Linked DNA regions of Gossypium hirsutum: region 2 is linked to region 1. A link is a contact called in public Hi-C data. All regions are on one chromosome and are shown on one strand. Each heading gives the region's core, a stretch centred on a gene start, on an enhancer-like site or on the middle of the called end of the contact. The rest is flanking DNA. Distances are from core to core; before and after follow the strand shown.

Region 1 (2,700 bases), core at 70-2,569:
TAAAGAGAAAAGAAAAATAAATAAAACGGAGACTCATCTAATAGAATCGGAGTCTCCAGTGGTCTCCTTCCAATTCCGAACGGTGGATTTAACGCTTAGACTGAGAAGAACAACATACCTTGGAACTGAGGCAACCAGATGGCCGGAGAAGGAGATCGGAAGACATTCACTCCTAGTTTCAAGGCTTTGAAGAGTTTGTGGCAAAACTAATATGAGATTTGAGACGAGAAGGAAGAGGAGAGTTTTGGTGTGCCTAGTTGTCCGGCAAAACCACCGGAGCAGGTGGCGGTGACAACAGCAAGTTGAAACCTCATTTTTGTTTGAAGTGAAGCAGGTGAAATTTCCATGTAATAAAAAATTAATATTATGTGAAAATTTTAAAAATTATTTATCAATTATAAAAATGCCAGCTTGGACTTTTGTTAACTGAAATATCATAGAGTGAAAACAGATAGTAAAAAATGATAGAAGAAAATTTGGATGCCTAAAATGAGAATTTATGAAAGTTAGGTGATCATTTGTAAAATTTACCCTTAATATTTTGAATGATTTTATTATAAAAATAAACACAATATAAATAAGCAAAATAATTGAGGAAAAAAATCTGTGCATTGGTATTGATAATTAAGGGACAGGGATTCAACCCCTCTCATGCCACGTACAACAACAAAAATCATGCCAACTATAATTATTGTATATGGGATAAATTTATAATTTTCATAATCAAGCAAATTGATTATCATCAAGTAGAATTAGAAAAAGAAAATAGGTGCGAAAAATGTGACAAATAATATATAGGTCTTTGTAAATTTTCATTTTCAAATTTGGAATAGATTTGTCAAATTTAAGTTTGAATTTATAAATGGGTAAACTATACCAATGATTATTCTAAAATAGTATCGTTTCTTTTTTGGTAATTTAATTACTTTAATTAAGATAATTATTCGATTTGGTCAGTACTGTTCAAAATTTCATTAATACACTAACGAATTGTTGACATGATATTTTTTTAACTTTTGAATAAAACTAAAGACTTCTTTATAATTAGTCCAAAATATTTTTTCGTAATTTATATGAATATAAGAATTACTAATCCTTATTCTCTCCCATTTCTATCGCTTATAAGAATTACTTTATACGACTGCATCATATGTAAGGTGTGTTGTTTTTAGTTGAGTTTTAATCTATAAAAGTTCACTTCTCCTCTAACAAAACCCAATTATTGGATATATTAAATTTTAGTGAACTTGGGTGTTTAAAAAACTGGAAAAAGACCGAATCTTTTTAATTGCTTTGCATAGAGCTGTTGCGTCTTCGAATTCTAGTATCTTATTATTTTTAAAGCTAAAAAAGATGGGTAATTTCATTACACTGTGTTTGGGGTTATTTCTGGAATGGAGTTGAGTTAAATTCATGGTTTTCTTAGCTTATGAGATTCAACATCCACAAAATTTAGCAGTTGGGTTTAATTATTGTGGTAATCTGGGTTTTTGTTTTTAATGCTAAAATTCATCAAATAATTGCATCATCTTTGTTGAGGAGCGATAAAAATGAGAAAAAGGGGATGGACAGTGACGAGGGTTGATGATTCATATGGTTAGTGTTGGACATTGAGAATAATTGATAGTTTTTATGTTGCAAATAAACTAAAAAAAAGTATTTTAAAATAATTATACAGAAATCCCTAACTTTAGTTAAAAAAATCAATTAGCAATCAATTAGTGGATTAACGAAATTTTTAATAATAATAATTAATTTAAACAATAATTTTAATTAAAGTGACTAAATTAACAAGAAAAAAAATTAAAATAACCAGACACTGTTTTAAAATAACCCTGATGTAATTTACTTTTTACAAATCAATACTTAAAATTTGTAATCAAATCCAAATTTCCAAAACCACCATAAACTACTTTATTCGAAGCCTAAATCTAGAGAAGAAATTATTAGTGGACTCCACTTTTTCCACCTTTAACATATTTAATGAGAGTTATTATTCAAATTATTTATTATTTATTATGTATTATAATTATATGTTATTTTTAAACATATTTATGTGTTTTAAATATATAGTTTTATGTATTATAATTATATTAAAAATATTATATATATTTTTTATATAAATTTTGGAGAGGTGAGTATTCAAAATAGTTTTATAGGTTACCAATTTAAAAAGTAACTTGAATTGATATTATATTGGAGATAGATTTGGTATCATTTTAGAAGATGTGGTGAGTGATAATTTGAGGCAATAAGGCAATGTATTGTTGTATGAAAAAAAATTGAACGAATTTCATGTATTGGCATCACGTGGGCTTACGACAATGCCACTTTCGATTCCACAAATTAAGCTGATTTTTTTATTAAAAAAATATTTTTGGTCTCTCTCTCTCTCTCTTAGAGATGACCTAGTTTCAATGTTTGGAGCATTTATTTGTTTTTGATTCCCTCCTCGTCATTGTTCCCAGTTTTGCAACAACAAAAAAAAAAAGAAAAAAAAAGCTTCCTTCATGATGTCATAGCCGCAGCATTTCTTGCTCCTTTTTGTTTTTTTTTTCCTTATCTTTTCCATCACCATTATAAGGTTTTTCTACGTGTTATAATGTTATTAAATTATTAGTAGTGGTAATCCAAGTAGTCAAATTGTACTATGAAATGAAAGTTGAACTATTTAATTTAAATTTTTTAAATATCATTTTG
Region 2 (2,700 bases), core at 173-2,672, 51 kb after region 1:
TAAGCATCTCATTCAAATGCATGTATTTAGGGATTAAAACATTAAAGTATACCTTCCAAATACTACATGCCATACATAGTTACCATTTTTGAACAAATCAACTTGCTGACTAATGCATCTAAAGAAGGAAAGTTATGTAATTAAACAATGGTGATGCTAGCTTTTTCCATGCACACACACAGTCTCACTTATATATGAAAGTGACAATGGTTTATTTTCAAGATATAGTCAAAATCAACATCATTATCTTAGTAATCACGAACAATAGGTAGAAGAACAGTTCAATGGCTCTCTCTCACCTTTGTTTTTATGCAGAGGATCAAGTTTTTTCAACAACAGCTAAAGCTTTGAACCAACATTACAGAGAGAATGGTTAAGAAGAAATTGGCATTTGAAGTGATAGAAGATAAAATGATTTTGGCTTAAATTACAAACAACATAAACCCAAAAACCAGAAGGATGATAATAGTTAGACTCTTGTTGGATTTTAATTGAAAGGGCAGGTTTTTATTTTTATTTTTAATAACATTGGATGCTACTGTCCACCGATAAACAACCAAAGTTAAAAATCGATTTTTAGACCTCAATCACAACCTGATAAGTTTGTGAATTAAAAAGAAAGCAAGAAATATAGCATAACATTTTATCAGAATATTTTATCAGAATCTGCTCACTGGATGGCATTGGCAACAGCTGCAAAGATGCATATGTTACTAGATTAATTAGAACATTTTATGATTTTACATCTTTGTTTAATCAAAACATTAGATTAACCATCTCATCAGCTCACTAGATGGCATTGGCAACATCTTTGTTTAATTTTGTTTTTATATGATTTCACATAATGTTATTAGATTAATCAGAACATTTTATGCTCAAATCCATAAACAATAAACACCACATCAGAAAAGGAAAGAAAATGACAATTTGCGTGAATGCATGAATGAAGCAGCAAAGAAGGGTGAAATTAGAAATGCAAAAAATGCTAGGCATATGCAAAAAATGAAAGGTGAAATTTTAGATCATTTTCAGTCAAAACCCAGAAGAAAATAGGAAAACAAGTCTATAAATAAACAAACCACATTGTTGGAAAAAAAAAAAGAACCCAAAATACAAAATGTAACTTACATTTGCAAATCTAACAAAATTAGAGCTAACAAAAGAGAAATCAGCCGCTGGAAACTCAGTAAAACCACAAAAAAAAAGAAAAAAAAGTAGCTCAAAATCCAGATACGATCACAAAGAAACATTTCAATAATCTCTTGCCGAAACAGTTGCCGAAGATTCAAAGAAAATACAAAAAAATATAGATAGAGCATATAACCTGAAAATAGCCACCGACAGTGAAGAAGCACTTGCCGAAATAGTTGGGCCAGAGATCTGAGACGGTGGAGCCGGCGAAAGATGCCAAGATGAAAGTGAATCGAGAGCGGGTAGAGCCTTGGGTGACTTTGCTGGCAGCTTCTATTTGATGTGTTTTGGGGCTTTTGGGTTGGGAGGGTAAAACAGGGTTGAATAGCAAAACGGTGATTTGGGAAGGGAATAGAAATCCTCCAAAAATCAACCAAATTTTGGCATACACCCGTAATGGAATAAGCCCGTAATAGGGCATTCCATTGAACCAAACGGATGATTAGGTGGGCCCATGAAATAGGGTTGTAATGGCATAGCCATTACACCCAACCAAACATGTTGTTAAAGTTAAAATCCTTATAAGATTGATTTTTATTTTATTTATAAATTATATTAAATTACATATATAACTCTTTTAATATATGTTTTTTGTTCTAAAAGTTTTATCATTTTGATAATTTCTCAATTGAATTAATTCTCTATTAATTCATGAAACCTTAGATAATATTATTGTTGATTTTGGTGTTCAATAAGGGAAGAGACAAGGAAGAGATGATGGTGATGACTAGGAGGCTAGTTCACCTGAGTTAGGTTGAGAGCCGAAGTACATAGAGGATGAATAAGGAGAGAAGGCTATGATGCTAGGATATAAAGCTTAAGGGAGTCAAGTGCTAGGGAAAAAAATCCTCTCTTCATTGTACATTGGGGGCATATATATAGGGTAAAAGTCCCCATACTTGGTAGTCTCACATCACAGACAATATGGGTGGTGACTTGGTCGTGGAGTCAGTCAGGTGAAAAAAACCATTATATGTTAGTTGTCATCAAGTAAGAGCTTGCTTTGATATTCCCCATTCTTGAGGTAGTATGAGGTTGTTAGGCCTCAATGACCACTTAGTGGTCCTTTCTTGGAGATGAGTGTGCACCCTTTTATAGTGGGTAGCCTAATAACGAGTGGCCTGAAGAAGGTTTTAAACACATGGGTAGTTAGTCAATAGATGACCACTTAGGTAGTATAAGTCGAAAGGTCATTTGTGTGTGTTTCTCAGGTTGCTTCTTACATCGCCATGTGTCCGATTTGAGTAAGGGTATAACAATTGTCTCACCCTTAGTTGAGAGGTAGGTTATAAAGTGGCATGGCTTGAGACTATCTGCAGATAGGCCCAATGGGTAGTATCTATCGCAAATGAAGTGGTGGATGGTTCAGAATACCAAAAGTTTCCTTTTTGTTTGTTGAGGACCCTATTGAAGTTGAGAGGTTACTTTGAAGATTCTAGAACACTTGTATTAAATGCAAAGCTAGCCCGCTATTTATAGGGGTGAGGCCAATAATGAGTCACATTGCTT

Evidence for each region. Hi-C and Micro-C count contacts between places; a contact is called where the count stands out from the background.
Region 2: a Hi-C map of petal shows a contact between it and region 1, with 2.3 times the contacts expected there. The contact joins two enhancer-like sites. A contact is called at or near these places in 4 of 34 Hi-C or Micro-C datasets (anther, cotyledon, fibers and 1 more).

Annotation. Positions count from the first base shown.
Region 1 is chrD11:30,638,687-30,641,386 of Gossypium_hirsutum_v2.1, forward strand. No RefSeq gene overlaps it. Among protein-coding and RNA genes, the nearest start is that of LOC107891844, 3.9 kb to the left of the region's middle. Within about 2 kb of position 1,320, at least 4 of the 9 cell types and tissues checked have an H3K27ac peak or open chromatin away from gene starts, as enhancers often do.
Region 2 is chrD11:30,689,144-30,691,843 of Gossypium_hirsutum_v2.1, forward strand. No RefSeq gene overlaps it. Among protein-coding and RNA genes, the nearest start is that of LOC107891843, 14 kb to the right of the region's middle. Within about 2 kb of position 1,423, at least 5 of the 9 cell types and tissues checked have an H3K27ac peak or open chromatin away from gene starts, as enhancers often do.